3 separate regions of the Rattus norvegicus genome follow, and regions 1 and 2 are each linked to region 3. A link is a contact called in public Hi-C data. All regions are on one chromosome and are shown on one strand. The core of a region is the stretch at or near the end of the contact, and the rest is flanking DNA. Distances in the headings are between cores, read along the strand shown. Region 1 overlaps Slc22a23 (solute carrier family 22, member 23). Region 2 overlaps Slc22a23 (solute carrier family 22, member 23). Region 3 has its middle 110 kb from the start of Slc22a23.

Region 1 (4,291 bases), core at 200-2,699, 220 kb before region 3:
AGCCCCAAGGAGCCCTTTCTTAGGCAGCTTCTGTCAGAGAGTTAAGAAAAGTAGCCAAGATGCTAGCAATGCTTTGCTGATAGGCAGAGGGACTGCTGAACATTCTGAGACTCGAACATCCTGTGAGATGGAGCAAAGGCCTTTGATCCATAAATAACGGGAGTCGTGGCCACGGCAGTGTGAGTCCAGGCTGTGGGGACAGCTCTGGAGGAATTATGAACTTGTTCGGAGGCTGCAACTCAAGAAAACCTGCCTTTTTACCAACTGGCACAAATTTCTTGGAAGAAAAGTAAGTTGTGTTGCCAACACGTCTGGGGAGGCTGGGGGAGGGGAGGGAGAGGGACCGCATCCAAGGCAGGTTGTGATGAGACAGCAGCACAGCTGATCAGGGGCACATGGAACCTCCAGGCAGCCTGCCTCAGAAGTGGCCCCAGCTCACACCGGGAATTAGAAGGTTGAGGAGAGAGAAAAGAGGTTCCGTCCTATCTACCTCCACTCCACCAGGATTTTTGAGGGACAGTCTGAAAGGGGAACAAACAGCTCCTGAGGCCCCACCCACTTGGAAATCCCTGCTTCTAGCACAGGACTGAGGCAAGGTCAGACACATAGGTGGATCGTATTTCAAACATTGCCCCTTAAAGTGGTGGTGTCAAAGCAGAGCTAGCAGGAACCAATCGTGCTGGCTGCTCAGAGAGTCTGGGGGTGAGGGGGAGGTGCAGCCATCAGGAGGATCCAGACCCACCATGAAGAAGCATTTTCATGGCAGCTACGTGCTGTGGTCTAGTAATAAGAGCTGCTGGCTAACTGCAGAAAAAGCCTTGTTAAGGTGCTAAAAGGACACTCTACATCAGGGGCCAGGACTGGAGAAAGCTCTTACCAGAGATGCCTCTAGCCTGTCCACGCACTAAGTGTAGATTCTAAAATGTATCTCCCCTTTTACTCACCCTTGGCCACTTACATGTGTCCTTGTTACGTGTTAAAGCCTAATGCTTTGCTGATTTTAGTGCGGAACTGTTGCTTAGATAATGTACCTTTTCTCTTTTATTTCCAATGATGGGAGTTATACATATCAAACAAGCACGGTACAGCTGAGCGATACTCTCGGGACACAGTTTAAAAAGATGCCCCATGTTTCATGCTTATGAACGGCACCTCTGTGGTAGATAGCAGTACCCTAAGTGACAGCTGGGACCATCCCTGTTAGGTTCTAGATCACTGGCTCAGGACCTTTCTGTGTTAAACTATTCATGCTGAGATGCCTTGGGAAGCCCCAGCGGGAACCCAGAGCTCCTTCTGGGGTGGGAATGACAAAACATTCACCTGGCTTCTGAACCTTGTCAGAGTTAAGCAAGGGGTTAACATTCTCCTTCCACATCCTAGGGAGCCCCACAGACAGACATAGTCAGTTAACTTTGCCCTGGAGTCAGCGATCCTGGCATTTAGTTGAAAGTAAACAAACAACAAGGCGCACATAACCTTTGACACTGATTGTAGAAAAGCCAGCCCCACTCCGTATGGCACGCTCGCTCGGAGTAGAACACAGCCTTTATTCTTCACCAAATACTTATTTTTGGAGATACTGGGTGTGGAAGCTGGTCCTCACAAGGCGCACACTGGGCAAGCCCTCGACTGCCGAGTTGAGCCACTTTGTTTTAAAATGCTGTGTCTGCTGACAGAAGGTAGTGAGAAGAGGACATGCTCTTGGGATAAAGTGTTCTGGAATTCTTTGAGTTCACAGGGTTCTTCTGGATTTGGCTTGGCTGGCAATAAAGGAATATATTAACTGGCTGACACTATTTAAGCCAGAGAATTACAAATTCTTAGAATCCGTGTCCTTGGAACAAAGTGTGCTTTTCGGGGACTGGCTGAAGTAAAGACTAAGGCTGGTGTGTGGGTGGGAGGAGGGGTGGGAAGTCGGATGTTTAAATACAGTCTTCGCACCTTCGGTTCTAGGAAAGCTACCTTTGTGCTCGCTTCTGTTTCCCTGAGCAAATTGGAAACGATAGTCACCCAGAGTCTGGTAGCTGCACCACACAGGGGACAGTCTGAACTGTGACTGCACAGAGATCTGACTTTGTGGTGTTGCAATACATGCCCCAGGTGAGCAATCTAAAGGGAGGAAAAAGCTACCTGGGAAGCCAGTCTTCTGGGTCAGTATTTGTCCCCAGGGTGTGAGGGTACAGATTGGGTGAGGCTCATGAGCTGCCCCTCCTTCCTGTCACACAGGTCCCTTCCTAAGGCATGTCACCTTGGACATGCAGCCCTCACTCAGATGTGTCTTTCCTTCTATTGCCTTTTCTCACACAGGAATCCAGGAAGAGCAGTTCTGAACTTGATTCAAAGGCATAGTTCCATTCTAACAACACAGGTTAGGGCTTTTCAGTGAACAGACTCCTGTCCTCTGACCTCAGATAGATTAGCAGCCCACTTCAGCCTGGGGAAGAAGAAGAGGAAGTAAAGGGAGACCCTGCTCTCCCAGGCACCACTTCCTGTATCCTAGCTCCTGGTACAGGCTTCGGGCCACTGAGCCCATCTGGTAGCCCACTAAATGTTCTTAGGACAGTTCTTAGGAATTAGACAGTCCCTAATTCTGTTCCTCATGTTGTGATGACCCCCAACCATAAAATTATTTTGTTGCTACCTCATAACTATATATAATGTATATATCTGATACATAACCTCCACAGGGGTCGCGGCCCACAGGTTGAGAACCATGGTCGTAGAAGATTGTTCTGTGTTTGTAAACCTCCCCCACCCCTTCCTCAGCAAGGGAGAAAACTGCAGCTGCTGCCTCTGGCCCCTTGGTGTCCCACAGCTCTTTCCTTCCTGTCCCACTCTCTGCAGGCTGTGCCTGGAAGTATAGGCAACATTTAACAATTACTGCCATGGGCAAGGACACAGTCCCTGAGACCTTGGAGACCAGGCCTTCAGCCATGTGATTGTGGGATCCTTATTATAGCAAGAGAGCCTGAAATTGCTGGGCACAGAGTCCCAAATAGCATCCCACGGTAGAAAGCTGCTATTATCACGACAACTCCAAGCCTTCCTTCCCTGAGGAGGACTTCATCTTTCCTCTTAGCTAAGACCTACCAACTGACTGGTATGACTAAAAGGATTGGAAAAGAATGGTTTCCTCCCTTCAGAGAAAAGGAAAGAAAGCCAGGGGACCTTTTAAGTATTTCCCTCAAACCACATTCTACTGTCTATACCAGACATACAGATGTGGACGTTGAATGCCAAGATGAATGTCCTATTGATATGGTACCTACCATATCACCAGTGTTCTGAGCATGGTAAGCTGGGGTGTTGACAAGCGGCTGCTTAAATACATTAAACTCATTTAAAATACATACTTCTATGATGTAGATATGACTTCTAGTGATCATTTTACACAGCTGAACTCCAAGGCTGAGAGTGATTGAGACTCTTCCCTTAACTCTCATAAGGAAGAAGCAAGGTAAGAACTGAGGTAAGTGTCCTCATACTGCCCAGGCCTTTGCTGAGGGCAAGAACCGGGCTGGGCAGAGTAAATGCATAGCACTTTTGTTTTGGTTTTAAGGATTTATTTATTATATTGTTATTATAGTGTATTCACACACACTAGAAGAGGGAATCAGATCCCATTACCCAGCCAAAAGAATTATTTTTTAACTTTTAAAAAAAGATTTATCCTAGTAAGAGCACCAGTGGAAGGGGAAGCCCTTGGCCCTGCCAAGATCGAACACCTAGTGAACGTGATTATTGGGAGGAGGGTGGTAATGGGGGGGAGGATGGGGAGGGGAAGCCCATATCGAACGGGAGGGGGAGGGGTTAGGGGGATGTTGGCCCGGAAACTGGGAAAGGGAATAACAATCGAAATGTAAATAAGAAATACCCAAGTTAATAAAGATTAAAAAAAAAAAAGAAGAATTGTACTGGAAAAAAAAAGATTTATTTATTTTATATGCTCTGTCTGCATTACACCTGCACGCCAGAAGAGGGCATCAGATCACAGCATATATGGTTGTGAGCTACCATGTGGTTGCTGGGAACTGAACTTAGGACCGCTAGAAGAGCAGTCAGTGCTCTTAACTGCTGAGCCATCTCTCCAGCCCCCACTCTGTCTTCTGTTGTTGCTTATTTGTTTTGCTTTGTTATTTTAACCTGTGGCTTTTTTTTCTGAGACTGCTAAAATTTTTGCTTTGTTTTTGTTTTAATTTATTATTATTTATTTTTATTTTATGTGTGTGGGTGTTTTCCCTACATGTATGTATGTGTGCTACATGTGTGCCTAGTGTCTGAGCAAGCCAGA
Region 2 (3,942 bases), core at 620-3,119, 160 kb before region 3:
CACACCACACACACACACACTCACGCACACACCACACACACACACTCACGTACACACCACACACACACTCATGCACACACCACACACACACACTCACGCACACACCACACACATACACACACGCACGCACGAGCACACAGAGGCACACATACTCACACACATTCAACATGCTGCTGGAGGCTTCAGGAAGTGAGGGATATAGTGTAGTGGTAGAGCACTGGTTTGATACAATTAACCCCTCCCCCCAGGTATCATGAAAAATAAAATAAAAATATGGAAGAAATGGATGACTGGCATACTTACGACACCAAGAATCAATAATTTAGGGAGTGAAGTAGGGCATGAGCTCTTGGAGGTGAGAAAACGGACTCATTCAAGACTAGAGAGCAGTGGGATTGGGTTATGGTCCAAATGCTGGCTAGATCCAGTTCTTTATGAGCTGTTTACATGGAGTCATACGTGTGTATGTGTGTGTGTGTGTGTGTGTGTGTGTGTGTGTACGTGTGTGCATACTTGGGTACATGTAGGAGAAAAGCAAGTGGTGAGCATAGCGATTTGTCATACGTTGCCTTTCAAGTATGGACAACATCAAGCAAGAATACAACTGCACCTGGGCTATGGGTCTAGATGTCTATGAAGCACGTAGGAATGCGCTTCAGGGACTTGAAGGGAAAAATCACTATTGACATGCCTTATAATCCAGTTTTTTCTACCCAATAATAACAAACTACTGCTAATATCAAAAATTATTCTTCTGTACAAAGATAAGGATGAGTCACATTAAGTATAAATTATGATGCTTAAGAATGGTTGAAACAGTAAAACATTTGATGTATATATGTTTTACAACAGTTGAAAATCATTATAAGTTACTTAGCAAGACATATGACACAAGAACAAGATAATATTCTGAGGCTGACATGAATTAAACCCTATGTTTGAAGTATCTCATACTATTCACTAAGTTGAATTAAAGTTGCCTTTGCCACAATTACCTCTGACATGCTTATTGCTTCATCCAAAGGACACTGTTCCATGAATTGCATCATTTGAAAACATGCTGCCCCTTCCTTGGCTCCCTGTGTACCAGCTTATCTGAGTCACCAGTGGCCAGTGAGGGCATTCTTTTCTGTCTTGCTCAACTGATTCTTTACCTGCACCCATCACTCTCCCACACCCTGATCTCTAGGTGATCTCAGCTTTGCTCACAGATTTCAGCTGCTACTTTATGCTGAGGCCCCACATTCCTTGCTGCTGGGACTTGGAATTGGAAGTCATTTCTAAAGCTAAGCTGGGAGATGCTCGCGGGGGAATCACCTTCCTAAAACAGAAATCATCATCTTTCCTTCCCACACCCCACAGAAGAAAGGACGGTCAGTAGCTTCAAACTCAGTAGGACATGGGATCAAAAGTTGTCTCTTATACTTTGAGGGAAACACACACATTCACGTATGCATATACATGTACACGTATGCATATACATATTCGCATCTATCCAGGTGCAAGCAGTTATGTGTTCATCTTTCTGTGTTCTCCTCATACTTCAGTTTTTTTTTATTGGTCTATGGATCCCACTTTGCCCTGGCCTTTATTTATCTCCTCTTCCTTACACAGATACTGCAGCAGGCTCTCAGTTTCTAGCTCAGCCGGCAAGGTTGGCCTGATTACAACTGCTTACAGCCCGAGTGATTCCTCTAAATCAAACATTTAAAGGGTTTCCTCTCTTGCTTGGGCTCCTTCATTGACTTGCTACTATCCTAAGTTCATGGGAGACTTCTCAGGTTTTGTTAGTCATGTTCTAGCCTCCAGACAGGTTCTAATGACCTTCAGTACCCAAAATGCACTAGGCTCCAGCCAAACTCTAATGATCCACAGTACCCAGAAGGCACTGGGCTCCCCTGGTCTTTGAGAACCAGATAATGAACACAAAAGCCAAAGTTCAGTAGTTTCTTTCTGATGCAAATGCTCTTAGTCCAATCAGAGTACATTCCTGATCTTCCCTTCTTGAACTCTGAGTGTCTTGGGAGACAGGAAGGTGTGTGCCTCTGAAACCTCAGAGCCTGATGGCGCCTAGGGTTTAATATATACCCAAGTTGACAAGCTACTATTTCCCTGGCCTTCAAACGTTTCACACAGAAGGAATAAAGGAAGAAGTAGGTCTTACATGAGCTGCCAAAAAAGAATCATTTGAAACAGAACAAATCTGGCATGGCACAGTGATTTGAATAAGAGTCACTGACAGCACAGTTCTATGGCGCTATATAATTTAAGGTGGATTCCTGTCTTCTCAGGCAAGACTATGGCTTTCATTTCATTAACAGCAAACCTTGGCAAACCAGGTATGGTCTCACTTCCCCCACATATGTTTGAAGGTTTTCAAGAAGCCGGGACTCTTAATTTGTTTTCAAAGTGATTGATTTATTTCATTATTTTATTTTCATTCGGGGAGTGGGGGAGGCATCCAAGAGTCTGTCGTACATTGCTTTCTTAGTATCCCAAACTCTTTCTAGGAATTCCAGTTTTCAGCTCTGTGTCCTGTCCTGTCCTGTCTTTGCAGATGAGAACAGAGAATCCCGGAGGGTCTAACCGGATCCCAGGACTTTCCTAAACCCGTAAATGTGCAGTGAGGAAGGGAAATGCAGATGGGGCAGGTGAGGCCAGGTTGTTGACAGGAAAGCAAGGGCTTAGACCACAGGAAAGACAAACTGTTAACCATTAACCCCACCCAGTCACTTCTCCTCTTCTAGGCTGGCCTCTGCAGCCACTCCATGTGACCTCCACCTCCGCAGGATGGAATTCCGCCAACGCTAGTGATTGAGTTTAGGATTCTAAGGTTGTGAAATACTCAAACTGGAAGAGCTTCTCCAGGTGTTTGTTCTTCCTAATCCCCCTCCCCCATTTCTTCCAGGAACGGACCTATGCTTTGAACACATTAGAAAATCCATCCCCTAACCGGAGAAGCTGGCAGATTTTAAGTCATCTGCTGTGGTCACAGTCATCTGAGGGACTCAAGCCACAGCTCAGATCTATCGATTTCCAGACCATTCTATGGATTCTTTTGCTGTATAGACTGTTCTGTTTCAAAGTACAGAGGCAGCATTAGAATTCCAGCATGACAAAACTTGGCCCACAAGGAACCATACAATTTAGTAAGGCTTTTTACTCAGTAGAGAATACAGCTAAGCCCTATAATTTCAACATGCCAAAGGCTCAAAGTATTTGCTGGTTTTGTTTTCCTCCTCTGATTTTGAGATGTATCTATCCTTACCAAATTGAAAGGCCCTTGATAACCAAGCACTTTTTTGTCTCCTAGCTTCTGCAAAGATGAGGCATGAGGTTCTCAGGGAGGCCTTGGGCTTGCATTTTTAGTGTGCAGAAGACACAGCACATCTGCACATGACCTATAGGCCTTCAAAAGTAATTTTGTTTGAAGGACTGATGTAGTTTAAGAAGAGTAGTCCTGGATGGCAAAGCTCACTGTCCACTGTGCTCTGTGCTCTGTACTACAGCATCCTGTCCACACAGGGACTTCATTACTAGCGATATCTATTACTATTCACTGCCCCATTGTGACATAAGGAACTCTGATGTTCATAGACAGGTCGGAGGAAAAGATTTAAAGGCAAGTGCTCCAGTTTAATATTTCCATTTTTTTTTTTTGAGATAGGTTCTCATTTTATAGCCCAGGCTAGCCACGAATTCACTCTGCAGTTTAGGTTAGCCTTGAACTTTTGGCAGTCATTCTATCTCAAGCTCCCAAGTACTAGGGTTATAGGCAGTACCCATCACACACTGTCTCCACACCTCTTCTTTCTCCTCTTCCTCCTCCTCCTCTTCCTCTCCTCCTCCTGCTGTGGATTCTCTAATCATGCCAAGTTGAGCCAGAGGAAAATAATTAAAGTGTGTGTGTGTGTGTGTGTGTGTGTGTGTGTGTGTGTGTGT
Region 3 (4,562 bases), core at 176-2,675:
TCACGGTATCTGACCACACCTCAGTTTCCTCATCTACAAGGTTGAAAGGGCTCAAGTCCCTTTGCCACAATGCTGCCATGAGACTCAAATGGGAAGCATACATAAAGAACTTAAAATGGTGCCTAGAACACAGCAATGCTCTGAATGACAGGGTCCACGATAAATAGGTGGAAAGCAAGCAATTTAAATCTGATGGGCTCTGGAAGTAAGGTCTGTCATGGAGGTAACACCCAGCAACAGACTTCTTAGGAAGACGGACCGACTCCCGTGATTGACATCTATCGACCTGTGTGATTGACATCTATGTGCCTCTGATGGTGACTCCCATCCCCGAGGGTGAGAATGTGTCTGTTTAGCTCATCACTGCCCCCACAATGTCCTGTACATGCCAGGTATGCAAAGAGCAAGTGAGTGAGCTACCAAAGGGATATTCATTTGACCTCAGTTCTGTCAGTCACACAGGGCTGTAAGTGCCTGGACTCCCAGGAGGAAGGAAGAAAACTGACGGCGGAAGCTCGACTAGCCTGGAGTCTGACCATCAGGCTTTTGCTTGTTTCCCCAACTTGAGCTGAATTCTTGAGGAATAAGGGGAAATTTAAGGCAGGGGATTCTGGGACAGAAGAGGAGACTGGGCCCCATTGGATTATTCTTTTATCTTCTCATGAGCTGAGACAGGACAGTGTAACTATTGAGCAGTCTGAACTACTCCTTTCTTGTACCTGAATCTTATTGTTAACATTCTAATGGGTCACCCTGTCTCCATGCGGTCCTGGAGCTATGACAAAGGAAATCCCACTGAGCACTGCCTTCTAGATTGTCCTTGTCCTCTGCTCTCTACAAACAGACTGGTTAGTGTCTTGTTGCTTCAGATGGGGAGGGTTTGTCTTTTAGCCTAAGATGCCGTATTTGCTGAATCAATCAGTTCTCTCTGCACCACGCTAAGCAACAAATACAGTTGTAGCATGTCATTCTTTGCTCTGTATGTTTCATCGAGTGACAACTGTCATGGATGTCATTACCCTGCACACAGGTGTCTGCTGCAATGATCTCCCTGGCGATCTGCCATTCCAACTTGAGGAATTCTGACAGCTTTTGCTTCTCTGCCCTTACTTCCCACAAACCACTGCTGTGGTTATAGCGCAGAGAGACTTTTCCATTTCCATAAGAGGAAACAGAGAGATGCAGGCATGTGTCTCTGCCATGAAATTCTCTGGCAGTTTCTATCTGTCCCGGCTGAGGACCAACAGTGTCAGGGACACTGTGTACTGCCCAAGCCACAGGTGGCTCAGGTGGGCCGGCAGCTCTACTCACAATCCCCAAGGGGTCGTTGCCCTTTGATCTCTGTCGCATGACTTACCTTAACCTGCCTCAGGTCTGCAGCATGTGGTGTTTGTTCAATACTCTGTGTTGACCATCCCCTGGGGACTTTGGCCTGACCTGACTAGCCCTCCACCCTCAGATGCTAGTAATCAGGAAGTCAGCACATTGTAGGGTAGGGGTACCGATCCTCTAAGCTCAGTTCTTGTTCTAGTTGCCAGCCTATGTCAGCCTGTTTCCCCAGCCATTAGTGTGCATGGGAATCCCCCGCAGGGCTTGCTGGAGTTTCTGACCTGCATGGTCTGAATTTGGACAGTTTCCAAGTGGTGACTCTATTGCAGCTGCTCTGTTCTCAATGACTGCATAAGTAGCCAGCCGGGCAGGGAGGACAGAAGTTTGGCCACCACTGTCTGTGACCAAGAGTTAAAGCGGGTCACCCCAGAATTTAGAACACGAAGATCTGCTCTGGGTCACAGAGCATCTACCAGCTGCCAACCAAAGAAGTAGCAGAGCTGTCATTCACAGAGCAATGCCTTCTGAAAGAACTTGCTTGTTTTCCAAGTAAAGCCCTTCTCCCTGGGTCTGGATAAAGCAAAGATAGCATGAGTTTTGAAGGGACTCCTAGTCATAACCCTGCATCCATGATGTGATGTTTTTGTAGCCTCTTTGACCACAGAATAGACCACAGTCAGATGAATGCAATCTCCATAAGAACCTGGGTGGAGAAGGACTACGGAAGGTTTAAGGAGCGTCAGCAACAAGGCTTTGGGTGCCTTTTTTCCAATCCCTGTCCTCTGACCAGGAAAGCAAAGAGGACATTCTGCCAGACAGGTGAAAAAGAGAGAAAGAGAGAGAGAGAGAGAGAGAGAGAGAGAGAGAGAGAGAGAGAGAGAGAGAGCAAATGAGCTAGCTCTTCCTTCAGACAGGAGTTTCCTCTATCTTTATCCCTGCCCTAAAAGGTTCCACCAAAGGCCCTTGACAGGTACTTGGGAGCAGGACACAAGACATAGGACCGTCATACTCCACAGCTTGCTGGGGGAAGATTGGGAAGATAAGACATAGGAATTTTAGATAACTGCATTCCTAGTGCAGACATTTCATTATTTCTTTGTGTTGGGAGTGTTCAAAATCCTGTCAGAACCTGTGAGATAGCTCAGCTGGTGAAGATGTCTGCCTCAAGCGAGCCTGAGGACCTGAGGTGGATCACCAGGACCCACAGTGTGGAAGGAAAGAACCAACTCCCACACTTTGTCTTCTGATCTCCACATGTACACCATAGCTTCCCATCTCTATCACACACACAAAATACATAATAAAAATGTCAGAGGTCAAATGATTGAAGTCACCTCTGTCTATGCCTGTCTCTCCCTGTCTTTCTCTGTTTCTGTGTCTCTTTCTGTTTCTGTCTGTCTGTCTGTCTCTTCTCTCCTCTCTTCCTCTCCCCCTCCCCTTCCCCCCTCTTCCCTCTCTCTCTTTGTTCAGCTACATCTCTGGCTACCAGCTGTTTTGAAATACTCAAGTTAATTATTGTCAACCACTGTTGCAACTGAGCTCTGGAGGACCTTACCCTCCGCTTAGATGCTCCTCCTCGTGTCTACTCTCCTTCCTTCCTCCCAACACCCTTATCAGGTCTTACTCACTGCTGTCCCATTCTATTTTCTTGAAAGTCATTTGTCAGATTCCTCATGTAGCTGAGAACTTATTTGTGTCCATGTGCGTGACTTATTTCACAGAATCGTTTTGTTTTTAACAAATGGACACCAGTGCTGGGTTTTGGAAAACGCTCCCCTGAGAACTACTATGTCATGCTACTTCTGAGAAAGCACTACTGACCAGGAGCCCATGCCCAAGGCAGCTGTCCTATTCAATACATATAGATCTCCCAACTTTGTTAGATGTCTTGCCCCCAGAGATGTCCTTTTTCGGAGACCAAATGATGTTTAATACATGGCCACTGGAGCTCTGGGGCAGTTTCAAAAGTCAGAAGAGGGTTGTGAGCCCTTTATACCAAGGAAAGAGAGCACAACTGCTTTCTCCTGAATTATCCACTGCTCACAGCAGCACACATGTCAACACCATTAACGGCAATGCAGAAGGTGACTTTACACATGATATAAAGCCCACAGGGGCCATGGAAAGCAGGAGCTGCTCTGTCAAATTCCAATTACTATGATCATTAATGTCACCACAGGTGAAAAACAGGGTCATGGAGCTCTTCCCCTGCTGTGTCTAACTTGAAATATATGCTTTACAAAATTCCCTCAGTGTGGCCTTGTCAGGCATCAATGGGAGGAGAGGCCTTTGGTCCTGCCAAGGCTCGATGCCCCAGTATAGGGGAATGCCAGGGCAGGGAGGTGGAGGGAGTGGGTGGGTGGGTGAGGGAACACCCTCATAGAAGCAGGGGGAGGTGGGATGGGATAGGGGGTTTCTGGAGGGGAAATCAGGAAAGGGGATAACATTTAAAATGTAAATTAAAAATCCAATAAATGAAATTCCCTCAATGACAGAAAATTCTATAGTGCTATTTGGTGGGTTACACACTGTAAGAAATAGTGACCTTTAGTTCAATAGTGCAGGAAATTCTTTAGAAACATCTGGGGATGCCTGGAACAGGGACTGCAAGGATTGCTCAAAAGAAGTTCAAAAGGAGGTTGGACAGTGATGGGAATTCTTTCTTTTTTGATCCGTGGTTTGGAGCTTAATTTCATCTGGAGAGATACTCCCGAGAGAATGTTAAAATATCAGACCTTTTTCTACATCCTTTTTTTTTCTTGATGCTACCTCATCTCATAAGGCAATACCATCCTTTCATCCAGGAAGAAGAATGTGGTTCCACTATCCTCCAGTGTCATGGAATGCCATGTTGTCAGAGCATAGCACCCCGAGCTTGTCTGAGATCCTGGGAGTGGATCAGTCCTTGCTTTTTTTCTTTGGGATAATACCTGATCCACCATGCTGATCCCTGAAGGTGGGATGACCAGTTGTCCCGGCAGAGTAAAACAATTACTTCACCCCTGAGCTATGTATGTCCCTAGCCCAATCTGATCCTAAGGAATCCTAAAGGAATGGCCTGGGGAAAGGTCACTCACTCATGGACTTCCATGATTCCCCTTTAGCAGGATCACAGGAAATCAAAGAAACAAAATAATACTGGTAGACTGATATCGAGAGACTCAACTTGTGTGTGTGTGTGTGTGTGTGTGAGAGAGAGAGAGAGAGAGAGAGACAGAGAGAGAGAGAGAGAG

Evidence for each region. Hi-C and Micro-C count contacts between places; a contact is called where the count stands out from the background.
Region 1: a Hi-C map of liver shows a contact between it and region 3, with 4 times the contacts expected there. The contact joins two enhancer-like sites. A contact is called at or near these places in 3 of 12 Hi-C or Micro-C datasets (kidney and liver).
Region 2: a contact with region 3 is called in a Hi-C map of liver, with 3 times the contacts expected there. The contact joins two enhancer-like sites. A contact is called at or near these places in 3 of 12 Hi-C or Micro-C datasets (kidney and liver).

The regions. Positions count from the first base shown.
Region 1 is chr17:30,861,364-30,865,654 of GRCr8, reverse strand. The region is part of intron 3 of Slc22a23 (solute carrier family 22, member 23); the gene reads right to left. Among named protein-coding and RNA genes, the nearest start is that of Psmg4, 60 kb to the left of the region's middle. Within about 2 kb of position 1,449, at least 13 of the 93 cell types and tissues checked have an H3K27ac peak or open chromatin away from gene starts, as enhancers often do. A contact at or near this core is called in liver, where this site is marked.
Region 2 is chr17:30,800,993-30,804,934 of GRCr8, reverse strand. The region is part of intron 3 of Slc22a23 (solute carrier family 22, member 23); the gene reads right to left. Among named protein-coding and RNA genes, the nearest start is that of Slc22a23, 54 kb to the right of the region's middle. Within about 2 kb of position 1,869, at least 8 of the 93 cell types and tissues checked have an H3K27ac peak or open chromatin away from gene starts, as enhancers often do. A contact at or near this core is called in liver, where this site is marked.
Region 3 is chr17:30,640,249-30,644,810 of GRCr8, reverse strand. No RefSeq gene overlaps it. Among named protein-coding and RNA genes, the nearest start is that of Slc22a23, 110 kb to the left of the region's middle. Within about 2 kb of position 1,425, at least 17 of the 93 cell types and tissues checked have an H3K27ac peak or open chromatin away from gene starts, as enhancers often do. A contact at or near this core is called in liver, where this site is marked.